2 separate regions of the Triticum aestivum genome follow, and region 1 is linked to region 2. Evidence: chromatin contacts called from public Hi-C data. All regions are on one chromosome and are shown on one strand. The core of a region is the stretch at or near the end of the contact, and the rest is flanking DNA. Distances in the headings are between cores, read along the strand shown.

Region 1 (7,379 bases), core at 2,299-4,798, 270 kb after region 2:
TCATCATGTAACTAACTCATTAGTCACTTTGCTTGCAAGGCTTCTTATGATGTGTATTATCGAGAGGGCCAAGAGTTACCCCTCCGATACTCGGGGTGACAAATCCTAATCTCGATCTATGCCAACCCAACAAACAACTTCGAAGATACCTGTAGAGCATCTTTATAATCACCCAGTTACATTGTGATGTTTGATAGCATGCAAGGCATTCCTCCAGTATCCGGGAGTTGCATAATCTCATAATCGAAGGAATATGTATTTGGCATGAAGAAAGTAATAGCAATAAAACTGGACGATCAATATGCTAAGCTAGTGGATGGGTCTTGTCCATCACATTATTCTCCTAATGATGTGATCCCATTATCAAATGACAACTCATGTCCATGGTTAGGAAACCTTAACCATCTTTGATGAGCTAGTCAAGTAGATGCTCACTAGGGACACAATGTTTGTCTATGTATTCACACATGTATTTAGGTTTCTGATCAATACAATTCTAGCATGAATAATAAATATTTATCATGAATAAGGAAATATAAAATAACAACTTTATTATTGCCTCTAGTGCATATTTCCTTCACATACGTCATCACTCCCTCTCAAATACGGTTGAACACATGTCTAGCCATCTGGAAGCGGTGCCGGAATAGCTTGGATTTGTAGAGTGGGGACGTGCATTGAAAGTAATCGGCGAATAGTAGGCAATGACCAATCTCTCTGTTGTGATTCAACGTCAGAGCATGGCCCGTGGTTGATCCCCTAAACCTCCGCCGCTGCCTAGCAATGTGGTCATTGATGGACACATGAAGTTGTTTGAAAATAACTCATCCCCACTATCCATGGTACCTTGCGGGCGAAGTGTCGAACACCTTGCGGGTGTAGTGGAGAAGCCGGGCGGTGAAGATCCCAACACCTCTTCCCCACACAGGCAACATGCCTATCAAAGTGGAGGCTGCTGTGGAGCGAGCCTGCAGTCTTGGAGTTAGGCAGGCGACAGGGATGTCGATGTGGTGGCGGCGCAGTGGAGCTGCTACGACGGAGGCAAAACGAGACCACCAACACCGGCAAGAGCGGGCATCCGAAGCAGTGTCGAGGTGAGGCAAGTGTGTGGATACGGGCAGTGGCCTGGGCAGCGGCCCTGCGGCCCTAAGTGGAAGGCGGCATGGCCAGAGGTGTAGGGTGTGGAGTGGGAGAGGAGAATGAGTGGATGTGCCACCAGACGGGCGAGCCAGGGAGATGACAAGTGTGGACACCGCGTGCGTCCATGCAGTGTCCGCATCGACGTAAACCCGACCCTAATTTGGGCCGAAAATGGGTCGCGCGTGGATGAGAAATAGACGTATATCCATTTGCATCGGCGGGTTGGACCATGGTTTCTATCCGTTTTAATCCATGGGCGCGCGCGGATAAAATGCGCCGACAGGTTAAAGCTGCCCTAACCATCTTAGAGCATGTCTAGTACAGCCCTTAAACCCTCAAATAAACAGAAATAACCGTGTTTTACGGGTTGACGAAAAACGGCAAATAATAGAACCCCTAAACCCTTAAAAAGAATTACGGATTGGATCTCGGGTTGCCCTACCAATATGTAAAAGTGAGGATGGGAGAGGGAAACCCACCTCCAACCCGCACTCCACCGGTCGTTCCGCGGGAGGGAAATTTCCCCTCGCGCTCCCTCCCGTCGGACGCCTCGTCGATCCCGTCGCCCCCGCGGTGAGCCATGGAGGCGCCGCCGGACTCCTACGTCGCCCCGGTCGGCCCGCCCGCGTCCTCCCTCCCTCCGCCCGTCGCCCCGCCCCCGGCCTCGGCCTCGGTGATGCTTGCGCCGGCCCCGTCCTCGCTCCCTCCGCCCGCGCCGGAGGTGCCGTCGGTTGTGGCCGTCAGCGTGAAGAGGCGGCGTGCTGGCCAGCACGTCGTCCTCCCCCAGCCCGCCCTGCCGTCGCCTTCGTTGCCTCGCCGCAGCGGCGCCGAAGGTGAGTAAGAAGCCCTCCCTTGGGTCGAAGGGGGCAGCGGCGCCGAAGGTGAAGAAGGCCACCTCCAGGAAGAAGCCGACGCCCGCCCCGGTCGCCCCGTCCGCCCCGGTCCCCGCACCTCTGCCCGTCGTGCACGAGGTGCTCGACGGAATGCCTGCCCCACCAATGTCGTTCATGGGGCTTCTCGAAGAAGTGGAGGTGGACATCGGGGCTCCTTCTCTCGAACCCTTTGGGTTTGGTGATGACTTGCAGGAAGAGGGTGACGAGGAGGAGGAAGGGGAAGATGAGGAGGAGGTGACCGAGATAGAGGAGGATATGTTCGCCGCCGTTGCAAAACCCACCGTGCGCTCGACAAACTATAGCGAGGACGAAGATATTCTCTTGGTTCGTGCTTGGGCACATGTGGGGTTGGATGCAAGCACCGGTACCGATCAAACCGGTAAACGCTATTGGCAACGCATAGAGGACTTCTATTGCAAGATCAAGCCGAAGACCGATGGGTACATCCCTCGTAGTTACCGGTCGCTTCAAGGCCGGTGGGAGTTGATGAAGCCCCATTGTGCTCGTTGGAGTGCGGCAATGGACCAAGTGAAGGATGCACCGCCTAATGGAACCATGGAGAGTGGCTATGTGAGTACATATATGTTTTTCACATTTATTTTTATTTTTTATGCTATTGTTATGTGAGTACATATATGTTTGCTATGCTATTGGTGGGTCTGTAGGAGGCAATTGCCGACTTGAGAGGGGGAAGATGATGATTGTGTGATGTAAATTATTAAACCATGCATCAATGATCTTCATTTATGTGTTTGTTTGAAGGTTGATTGTGTTTTTCTAGTGAAAATTGTGATATGTCAAATGACAGTTTTAAGGGTTGGGGTTGGGGCAAAGACTAGAACCCTCAAATCCAACCCTTATTCCGTAATAAGGATTGGATTTGAGGGTTCTAGTCTTTGCCCATATTTTTCAACTCTTAAAAGTGTCAAAAATAACTAATTCTCAACCCTTAAAACTAAAACTAGATTTAAGGGTTTGAGGGATCCTCTACTAGACATGCTCTTAGACAGGCTCAGTTGGCACCCATAACCTAACCATCGAAATTGCCAAATCTCACAACGAACATAACAATCTGGTAGAGAATCCATGTATGCCTAGCTGGCTAGCTCAGATGCACGTCACTTTCACTCCCGGTTACTCCATCCATGCATTTCCCCGGGACGGGACGGAGGGAGGACGAGACTTGCCTCAGTTGTTTGCTCCCTCGACGTGTGTCCATCCGTGCTCCTGCGTACGTGGCTTGATTTGATTGGAATAAAATAAGGTCCAGTCCTATCCTCTTAAAATCAGGGAGGAGATGATTAAATTAGAAAAAAAGAAAAGAAAAAAAACAACCGTAGGATGAAGTGGAAGCCCGGATGAGAACATGAAGAGGTAGCAGGCAAACCGGATCCCGGAAGGAGTGCCCCACGCATGAATCACGTTGCGAACCTGCCACTCTGTTGTGTACAGTGCGGAACACGATGCCCGGAACGGCACATTTGGGCAACCGGCGCGCGACGCAAACTTCTGCCCAAAGCCGCACACATTGGCCACCGGCGCCCATCCTCCATCCCTGACCGGCCATCCCGATCGGATAAACCCGCGTCACGCGCGCGCCACCGAAGAACACCAACCCCCGCGCCGCGCGGTGGAACACCATTCCTCGCCTCCCGACACAAGCAGATTCCTTTCCTTCCTCCTCCACCGCACCGCACCGCATCTCCGTCCGCCACGGCGCCGCCGCGCCCGCCGGTCTCCCCACCCTCCCCTCCTTCCTTGCGTGCCGCCCGCGGGTCACTTCCTCCCCATGCAATCACTCGATTCCCGAGCAGCGGTGGCACGCAGACACAGCTAACCGCTGCAGCTACTCTATTCCGTCTCGTGCGACTTTAAGGTCGCACCTTACAGCGGGTACGAGCCCATAGTTTAATCCCAGAGGCGGAGGAGGAGGAAGCATCCAATCACACACCGAACAACCGACGACGATGGAGGCGTGCTGCTGCTCCTCGTCGTCGGCCCCGCCCGCCTCCATCCTCGCCACGGGCGCCGGCCTCCGCCGCCGCTTCTCCCCGGCGGCGGTTGCGGCCGCGGCGTCGGGCGGGAGGGCGGTGGCGCTCGCGCTTGCGCCCCCGCTCCGCGCCTCCTCCGCCGCTCTGCTGGCGGCGCCGCCTCGGCGGGGGCAGCAGCGGCGCGGGGCCGCGGGCCTCGTCGTCAGGGCGGTGTTCGAGCGGTTCACCGAGCGGGCGGTCAAGGCGGTGGTGCTCTCGCAGCGGGAAACCCGCGGGATGGGGGACGAGGTGGTGGCGCCGCACCACCTGCTGCTGGGCCTCGTCGCCGAGGACCGGTCCGCCGCGGGGTTCCTCGCGTCGGGCGTCCGAATCGAGCGCGCCCGCGAGGCGTGCCGTGCCGCCGTCGGGAAGGGCGGGCTCGCTCAGGCCGCGACGGGGCTGGCCACGGACGTGCCCTTCTCAGGGGCCAGCAAGCGCGTGTTCGTCGCGGCCGTCGAGTTCTCCAGGAATATGGGGTGCAACTTTATCTCCCCGGACCACATTGCGCTCGGCCTCTTCGACCTGGACGATCCGACAACCAACAGCATCCTCAAGAGGTTGGTGCTGATGTCACCCTGCTCCATTTCTCCCAAAGAGCTTGCAATTTGTGGTTTCATGTCAGGCAAAAATGTGACCAGCTGAATAATGCGTCAAACTATCTCTTGATCGTCTAAACAATAAGCAACATTTGATTTTTTTGAATTGTCAAAACGGGAAATGCAAATGAATTTATGTGAACTCCCCAAAGAAATGGGAACCCAGTTAACTGAAAATTAAATAAAATGTTGTCCTTTTCGCATTTATAGTTATTACTAGCTAATTAATGATGTTCATTGTAGCTTAGGAGTAGTTCCAACTCAGCTAGCAAAGCAGGCTCTTACCCGAGTCAAAGGGGAGCTAGCGAAGGATGGCAGAGAGCCTCTGGGTTTGTCTTCTTTCAAATTGCGTGATAAGTCTGCTGCTGGAAATGGGAGGACTGCAATTGCCAAATACTCCAATAAAAAGAAAGGTCAGGGATTAAGCTGCTGTGCAGGTGTTTGTGCTAAAATAATTATGACACTGAGTGTGGAAAGAATGAGCTTATTTACTTGTCATTTCAGAGAAGAGCGCACTAGCTCAATTTTGTATAGATTTGACTATGCGAGCCAGTGGGGGGTTTATCGATCCCGTTATTGGCCGCACGAAGGAGATTGAAAGAGTAGTTCAGATTATATGCCGGCGCACAAAGAACAATCCAATTCTTTTGGGTGAAGCAGGTGTTGGCAAAACTGCCATTGCTGAAGGGTTGGCTCTTAAAATTGCTAATGGAGATGTACCTATTTTTCTTGTGGTGAGTTTCCGCAACCAATTATAGATAAACAGCCACGCTTGATGTCAAAAAGTTGCTCGTAAACAGTAGTTAATACTTACGACTAATTCACATTGTTTATGTAGGGAAAACGTATATTGTCACTAGATGTTGCTTTACTGATGGCTGGTGCAAAAGAGAGGGGCGAATTGGAAGCCAGGGTTACAAGTTTAATACGTGAAGTGCGCAAAGCAGGTTTATCTGATTTGTACAGTATAAATGGAACACTTAAACATTTCTTTCCGTTTTTTTTATCTTACAAATAGCTCCAAATTTCATGTAGATGATGTTATTCTCTTTATCGACGAGGTTCATACTCTTATTGGGTCTGGAATTGCTGGAAGAGGAAATAAAGGAGCTGGTCTTGATATCGCTAATCTGCTGAAACCTGCACTTGCTAGAGGTGAATTGCAGGTATTGTTTCCACACAAGGAACTCCTTCTATGGCTATTCCTGATGTTGTACTGATTTTTACTGCTGCACATATTCCTGATGTTGTACTGTGTAGTTTGTCACTTGAGTGGCGTCCCTTCATAAATACCTGTGAAGTATTTGTGTTAATCAGCAGTCCACATGGACCGTTTCTATGCTACTAAGTACTTTACTACAAAGTTGAGTCACTTATTTTGGGATGGAGGGAGTAGTATATTATATCTCGTCTGCGACATACTGCAACATATCATATTTTCTTATTTTTCTTTTGCATGTGTTGATACTTGTCTGAACTCACAGTGCATTGCATCTACAACTCTGGATGAGCACCGTTTGCATTTCGAAAAGGATAAGGCTTTGGCCCGCCGATTCCAGCCAGTATATGTAAATGAGCCCAGTCAGGTAGTGCAGAATTTTAATTCTCAAAACCTCTTGGGACTCTTCATTATCAGCTTCTTTTAATTTCTCTTGTGCTCTCTGCAGGAGGATGCTGTGAAGATATTACTTGGTCTGCGTGAAAAATATGAGACTTATCACAAATGCAAATACACCCTAGAAGGCATCAATGCGGCAGTTTATTTGTCAGTGAGGTATATCCCTGACAGGCATCTTCCTGACAAGGCTATTGACCTAATTGATGAGGCCGGTAGCAGAGCTCGGATGGAATCATTTAAAAAGAAGAAGGAAGAGCAGTGCTCTATTATTTTGAAGTCACCTGATGAATATTGGCAAGAGATTAGAGCTGTCCAGGCCATGCATGAAGTGGTAATAGAATATTTAAATAGAGCTGTTCCAAGTAACATTTTTGCATGTCCATCTGCTGGTAGATGTTCAATTCATTTCGCAACATGTTTCAGGCACTGACTAACAGGTTGAAATATTCTCTAAATGAAAATGACCAAGAGAATGAGGTTAATGTTGAAGTACTGGATGATAGCAAGACAAGCCTGACAACAACACCCTCAGCTTCAGCTGATGAGTATGTTTTCTCATTCATGATCTCATCCCAAGTAGACTTCACATTTCACAATATAAGCATCCAAAATTTTAAAACACAATTAATGATGCAGACCATCTGTGGTTGGGTTAGAGGAAATTGCAAGAGTCACATCATTGTGGTCGGGCATACCAGTCCAGCAGTTGACTGCAGATGAAAGAAAGCTTCTAGTAGGACTAGACGATGAACTCAGAAAGCGTGTCATAGGTCAAGATGATGCTGTTGTGGCTATATCAAGAGCTGTGAAGAGATCACGCACTGGCATGAGTGATCCTGACAGACCTATTGCTACTCTACTTTTCTGTGGTCCAACAGGAGTTGGAAAGACTGAATTAACTAAAGCTCTAGCATCAACTTATTTTGGATCTGTAGGTCACTCTTTCCTGGTTATATCTTACTCAACTTACAGAACATGTTACATCGAATTTGTCTTGAAAGGTTATTTCTTTCGTTTAACAGGAGTCAGCTATGGTTAGATTGGATATGAGTGAGTACATGGAGCGGCATGCTGTGAGCAAACTGATAGGCTCTCCTCCAGG
Region 2 (7,418 bases), core at 2,814-5,313:
TTGAGTTGAACCGTATGCCCTGCATCGCACACACAACTAAAATCTGAATCGTGTTTGATGCATCCTCCATCGCAAACGTTTTGCACCTTTTTGATGGGTTTTTTACACCACCGTTTTCGATTATGGCATCGCACACAGTTTCGTCGAAGGGTCTTTGATCGTAGTGTCGCGTTAGCAGTATCCTGTAGTGGTGTCGGGTGGCAGAGCTACTTTGGAGAGAAAGCCTGCATGATTAAATGTTGAAGCAGATCAGCGACGGTGACGAATAGATAGGAGGACAGGGGGTCACCCTACCGGAGACCATTTTTACAGTTGATCCAAGGGCCCGGGTTCCCATTAAGGAGTACCGTTGTCTTATTCGACACCAGTAAAGTTCTGATCCAGCTTATAGTTTTGGCCGGGAAACCCCAAGCGAGCATAATGAGAAGGAGCGAGTCCCATTAGATCAAGACAAAACTTTGTGGAAGTCAAGTTTTAACACCATAGTGGGTGCCTTCCGGATGTGGCAGGCACTAAGAAGGTTGGCAGTGTAGATATTGTTTTCACCAATGTATCTCCCCGTGATGAAACCGGTTTGGTCGCCATCGACGAGGAGAGAAATGAGTGGCTTGATCCTGTTGGTAATAACTTTTGTGGTCGCCTCGGGAGGGCAACTATAGAGAAATGGGCCTGAGGCCATATGGGGTTCTGGCAGATTCTTTTTTGGGGAGGAGGATCATATGGTCTCTGTTGAATCACTCGAGATTGACCCAAAGGTCTGCTAAGTCAATGAAAAATGGAAGGATCGTAAATGTTGTGCCAGAATTTTCAGTAGAAACCTAGTCCAAGCCCTTCAGGACAAGGGCTGACATTGACATTCATGAAGGAAGGCATCCTGAATTTCCTGCTGGTGAAGGCCGAGTCTAGGTGGAGTAACCGGGGGAGATGGGTCGGGTAAAATTAAGAAAGGTTGAAGAGCCAGGTCGAAACTTTCTAAGTGCCTAGCAGATTGTGGAAGAAGTTGTGAAGGATAGCGGCTTTATTAACATGGTCAGAAAACTCGGCCCCATTGTCCTCAACCCCATTGTCCTCAAGGATGTCGATGTTGTTTTTGCGGAACCTCTGAGAAGCGGAGGCATGGAAAATTTTGAGTTTTAATCACCGTCGACGACGGCTTTTACTTTCCCCATTTGCTTCTAGAAGAGAACTTTTTGCCTGACCGCCCGTTGAAGGGAGGTGATAACTACTAGTCCGAGGGACGCCTCTAGGCGGGAGAGGGTACGCTTTTCTTCAATGCTGCCAATCATGTTGATGACAGTCTTGTAGTCAATTTCACGCTGGTGAACATGCCTAAGTTTTTTGGACCAAAATTTGAGGTTCGACCTAGTGCATTTGATGGCAGTGGCCAGGGCTAGGTCCGAAGCGATAGCTAAGTGGGGAGGGGTCCAGGCCTCTGAAACAATACGCTTGCAAGCTGAGTGAAGGGCCCAGAAAGATTCAAAACTAAAGGGGCGGGAACGAGGGATATGCGAAGAGATGTTGATTATGAGCGGGATGTGGTCGAAAGATAAATGAGTTAGGGAGGGGAGTGTTGAATTAGGGAAGCGGTCTTCCCACGCTAGGTTGAAAAAGCCTCTGTCCAGGCGTTCCATAGTGGTCCCACGCTTGTTGGTTTGCTATATTATAGTGAAAATATATCTCATGTTCCCTTGGTGTGGTAATACTTTAGTTGGTGTGTTGCTTAAACTCGTTGTTTGCGTTAAAATAGTCAAATGAGGCCAACCAGAAGGACGCGGTTTCTCGATTTCAGGTAGAGGAAAGCATAGTTTTCCCCCTAAATTCCTCCCACCCCCCCCCCCCCTAAATTTTACAAAACTGGTATAAATGTGGCCCTTCAGTGGTTTAGGTTAGATTCGGGGCGGTTTTGACTCTAATTACGCTAACTAGGCAACTGATGTGTTAATTTGACGTGATCGGGAGAATGATTCATTTGTGCGATGAACCCTAGCTCTAATTCCCATCTCGCACACCTCAAGGCAATGAACCCTAGCTCCCACCTCGATTCTTCCTAATCCATAACTGAAATCAATGGTGCACTCATCCTCTAGCTTGTCCATCAGCCGTCCTTCGTCTTTGCAAACCATGATGTTGTTGTCGCTACCGCCGGTGTCGTGCTGGGAGGGACACATGGAGTACGAGCTGGAGCAGCTTTGCCACTGCCGCCTGAAGGCACCTCAATGGATTTCATGGAGTGTTTCTCATCAAGGGTAATACAAACTGCACAAAATCAAAGGTAAAATTCTCTGCTTCAATTGTTTTTGTCACAGGCTTTGATCTCTCTATGTTGCATTGATGATCTTCAATTTTAAAGATCATTGAGGGTTCATATTGCTGCACTATTTTTGTCAGAGACATGAGCTTCCATATTTCTCTCTTGAAGTGTTAGAAAACCATTGGTTAGTCTGGTAATTTTAACGGTCAATTATTTCATTAGTATGTTACTCCCACTATATGAGCAACCTCAACGACCACGAGGTAACATACTGCTTGTGGGCCCTGTGAGCCTCTTCTTGTCTTCTACCGAAGCTTCTAGCGTCTCTTATTTTCCATATAAAAATCAACGTAAAAATTCATTGTGTTTGGACCTTCCTAGATATGGTTTTTCTACGAAACCCAAAACATGCAAAATATAGGAACTGACACTAGGCACTAAATTAATAAGTTAGTTCAGAAAAATAGTATAAAGTAAAGTAAAAATGTGTAGAAATGATAATATAATACCATGAAACAATAAAAAATTAAAGATACGTTTGAGACGCTTCACTCGTCGCTTGAGGCGAGGGAGCGGGACAAAGCCCCTCCTGATAGGGCACATCCTATTTGCCGCACACGGGCGACGAAGGGTCAAGCCTTCTCTGAAGGGCAGGTATGAAGGGGCCAGCCCAAGTGTCCTTCCTTGGCTGGCTGTTTTTTCTGTGTTTGTTTTTTTCTTCCTTTTTTATCTAATTACACAAATTTAAAATTTTCAAAATATGTTCGAAATTACAAAAGAAAAATCAAAAAGTGTTCCAAATCCCTTGTTTTGTTCATGATTTCATAAATTGTTAACATCTCCTTCTCAAAAAAATCGCAATTTCAAAAAATAGTCACATTGTTGGGAAAATTTGTTCATGTTTAAAAACATTGTCATGTTTTTCAAATTTTGTTCACTTTTCAATAAAAAATTCATAATTCAAAAAATTGTTCAGATTTCGAATTTTGTTCAGAATTTCAAAAACATTCACATTTTAGAAAGATTTTTTTCATGTTTTTTAAATTTTGTTCACAATTCAAAATGTTCGGAATCCAAAATTTGTTCGGCATTTCAGAAAATGGTCACATTTTCTGAAAAAAAATGTTCATACTTTTAATATAAAGAAATAGCTTCCCACAAAAAAAAGCAGCTTCCTTGGAAAATTGGGCCGGCCCATTTGTGTAGCATTCAGCGAAGGCACTCCTGACGCACATAGCGTCAACTAGGACTAGGAGCTCTCTCCCGATTGGACGAGCCTCAAAGCAACGCCAATAACGAGCGGGCAAAAGGCCAAAAGCATCGGCGAATCTCTCCACCTATTATTCCGTTCCGAACTTCCCGATCCAACGCTTCTCCCGACGCGGGACGTTACTATTAGCACCACCTGCACTAACGAACTCCGTCCTCAAAAAAGAAACAAGAAAAGGAATCCATCTTGCAGCAAAAAAAAAAGCTTGATTTCGATCCACCAAAGCAAAGCCCTTCCTCAATAATAAGAGTCCAAAGCAAAGCCGTCTCGTCTCATCCACAGACACCATCCCCATGGCAGCAGCGCTGTACTCCAGTCCGATACGAAAGCATCTCCTATCCTTTAACGGCCACACCACTTCCACCCAAACCGAAAAGCCGTGTGTGGCTGCGACCAGACACGCACACGCGCCAATCAATCCCCGGCCCGGCCCGAGAGAGAGCCCGGGCCGGCACGTGACCGAAACGGCCATCGGCGAGGATCGGTACGGCCACGCCAAAACGACGATCTCCTATATCACGTAACGGAGAGTAACGCCGGTCCGTGCATATATAGATGCGCTCCGCCCGTCCACCCCCCACCGATCTCGCGCCGCGCCCAGGTAACAGCAAAACGATCCGACTCCTCGCCGAGGGACGGAGGGAACATAGATAACAGACCAACGAAGCCAGAGAGATACAAGGAAGCCAGGCCAACGAGATACGCGCGAGCGCGAGGAGGAGGAGGAGCCAAGGCGAGTTAGTTGTGCCGTCAGGTGAGCGGGCGCCTTCCGTGCCGCACCCCCCCGCACGCGCTTGTTGCTTTCTTCGCTCCTGTTCCTGTTCCGCCGTGGGGAAAGTGGAGGTGATCCGTCCATCCATGGCCAATGCAGGGGCGTGCGGCGGCCGGCGGAGCGCGGCCGGAATGGGCGTCTACGAGCTCGTCCGGAGCGAGGACGCCGCGGGCCCCGCGCTGGATCTGGAGGCCGGCCGCTGCGGCCCCGCGCCGCCGGCCAAGGCGTCTCCGCCGGCGCCGCGGCAGCAGCGGCTCGTCTCGCTCGACGTCTTCCGGGGAATCACCGTGCTGGTACGTGCCGCCAACAACAAATCCCTCCCCGCTTTCAGTTCGTTTTACGGGAATCACGTCTTTCTCGCCCTTCTTTGCGATATTCCTGATATCCGATGCCAAATCGAATTGCTTCCCGCGTGGGCCTTTTATCTTCTTTTCATTTTTCTCCGCCGCGATCGATTTCGCAGCAGCCCTGCAACCAAACACATCATCCTTGGTGCCACTGCCAGCCAAACGTAGATGCTCCATGAATCATGATGCAGCATGCTAGCTACTCATTGCCGGCCTTCTTCCCTTTACCCTTTTTGTCTCCACTTAAACTAGAGTAACCAAAAGAAAGCAGAGTTGATTGAACCAACCACATGATCACTAGTAGTACAAGATTTTCGCTTCAGGGAGCATTACTGCTGGCCAGCGAGGCTCCTGTACGGGCGGCATGCCAAGTTGTCGGAGTCATAGTCATTGCTGCCACCGGCGTATGATTGCCTAGCTCAGCTCTGCTGGGTGGCTCGTCTTCAAGCTCCAGCTCCGACTGCCTATGTTTGCTAGCACTGCTCTACCTCTAAAGATAGCCATTGTGGCCATGCATTATGGTGACAAGACAACACGTCTTGATAGCCATTTTAAAGATCATTAAACGACAGTTATGCGACGCATCCTGATATGCTTCTTTACAACTGACACCACCGGCCTGGCTCGTCAGATAATGAAGAGTTAATCCGATCGCCGGGCCGCCAAATGGGTTTCGAACCGTCGGTGCTCGCTAGCCGGTGGTGGCCCACCGGCTCGCAGTAGGAAAATACCCTAGTTGCAGGCGTACGGAAATTCACCAGCTGTTGGACCCGAGACTGCACACGGCAGAATTCATGCGGTAGTACTAGTATATACCCTGTGTTGCTGTATTGCTTCCGTACCTGAATTTGTTGGATACGGAAATAAAAGTGGAAAGAATTGTCAACTCTAGCTCACCGCTCCATGTTATGTTAGCTAAGTGTAGATAAGTTGATGAGCGCATGTATGCTCATAATTGGTACTTAGAAAAGGATATCGCGTACGTACAGATGCAGCTGACACGATGCTAATTTCTAATAGTAGATCCCTCGAAATAAAATTTCCAATAGTAGAGATGTAGAACTCGTGAGAGCGAGCAACACAGTGCACACGGGCCAGGCGAGAGAATTGGTAAAGGCGACGAAGGAGTCGAATATCAAGGGTGGAAGAATTCAGAACAAGATGAATAGTACAGTTCGTTTTCAAGAGATGCATATTTACAGTGTGTTGATGCACCTTTTTGTGCTTTTGAAAGGGTCTGCCGTTGTTCTGGTCAACTGGGATTTTCTAAACCAATTCAGAAATTTGCAACTTCCGTTTTAGTGAAAAGCATAGCGCAATTTAAAGATCGGTTGAGACTAAAAAGAATCTCAATCTTCTCAGTGGACTTTTAAGAGTTAATTGAATCATTTTTGAAACGGGAAACACATTTTAGGGTGTGGTTGGGTGTTTGATCGGATTTGGCGGCGTGGGCACAAAAGGTGAAGAATGTTAGGTACGTACAGATGCCTAGTTTATAGAGGGGGTGGTGGAAATTGTTGCATCTGTGGAGGTGTGAGGATCACGTCTGGTAGCGGGCCAATATTCCCCGACCCTGGAGGACGCATGGCGCATGCGTCGTCGGCTGTTGGCGCCTCACGTCGAGTCGAGACAAGCCCATGAGACGGGCCGCGCCTTTAGCATGTGACGCGCTCTCTCGCCGTCGCACCGCAAGCGATCTGTCCAGTCCGTCGATCACCCCCGCTTTACATCACGCGGTGGCGTGGCGGTGTCCGGTGTCCATCGACCGGCCAAGGCCGGGTCGCCAACTGCCAAAGCAACGGCTTGGTCGCAGCAGCTCGTAGTGGGTGCGACGTTGTTGGCGGGTGACTAGGTCGCACTGACAGATGGATGCACCGTCGCTGTAGAAAAGAAGACAAGACACCCCGGCCGGACGCGTGAACGAGCCAACAGCACGGCCGGGTCGGACGAGGTTCCTTCCGGCCGGCGGGGCGACGGGCGCAGCTGCCTCCACATGGCCACCGCCGTGCCCTCGCCGCTTGTTTTCTTTTCTTTTCTTTTCTCTGTCGTTGCTTGCTTGGCCCGCGACGCGTCGATCGGGAGGCCGACACGCGCCGCTCCACCGGCACAAAGCCAGGGTGCTGATTCGCCAGGCCCGGGCGACTGTGGGAGAATCTCGCTGTGTTTATTGGACGTTGGTACGTACGAGCACGAGCACGAGCAAGCGGCAGCTGTGTGGCTTGGCTTGGACCGGCCCGGGGGGCTGTCCCTGGCGTGCAGATCGTGCAGCCTTGATATGGCTGTCCTACCTGCGGCGGTGGGGTTTCCCCTCCTTTTGAAGGTTCGCGTCACTGGAGACCATTAGTTTTCTCAGCTTCGGTTGCCCTGACCGCGAGAGGGAGAAGCAGGAGTAAACAAGGGTAAACGTCGGTGTCACACTAACGCGGCCGCGCAACCGTGCGCTGTGACGGTGCCTGGGGCTAATGGGAGGCACCATCACCACACACGGGCAAGATAACATATAATTGTCATCCCTGGGTAGTGAGAACTAGCTCTAGCTAGCTGACCTACTTAAGTGAAGATCCAGTAAGCTGGAACTGAGAAGCACAAAAAGGAGGCAAACACGCATCAGGGAGAAGTAGGAGTGAACAACTATATCACTGCTAAACAAGATCAACTGTGGGTGTCGCCGCGGTCGCGCGTGCTGACCCAGCAGTTGAGATCCACTCAAGGCCTCAACTCAACTCAAAGTGCAAAAACGCAAGCAACCTTTTGATGTCATGTGGTCGATTCATGGTC

What was found. Hi-C and Micro-C count contacts between places; a contact is called where the count stands out from the background.
Region 1: a Hi-C map of leaf shows a contact between it and region 2, with 4 times the contacts expected there. The contact joins the promoter of LOC123189122 here to the promoter of LOC123189121 in region 2. A contact is called at or near these places in 2 of 5 Hi-C or Micro-C datasets (both in leaf).

Annotation. Positions count from the first base shown.
Region 1 is chr2A:505,549,357-505,556,735 of IWGSC CS RefSeq v2.1, forward strand. LOC123189122 (chaperone protein ClpD2, chloroplastic) reads left to right here and starts at 3,549. Exons shown (of 12, transcript XM_044601460.1): 1 at 3,549-4,620; 2 at 4,903-5,072; 3 at 5,164-5,393; 4 at 5,498-5,606; 5 at 5,695-5,825; 6 at 6,144-6,245; 7 at 6,327-6,608; 8 at 6,701-6,822; 9 at 6,914-7,208; 10 at 7,300-7,379. The coding sequence starts at 4,001.
Region 2 is chr2A:505,274,083-505,281,500 of IWGSC CS RefSeq v2.1, forward strand. It overlaps LOC123189121 (heparan-alpha-glucosaminide N-acetyltransferase), which reads left to right and starts at 4,064. Exons shown (of 13, transcript XM_044601459.1): 1 at 4,064-4,275; 2 at 4,393-4,586. The coding sequence starts at 4,425.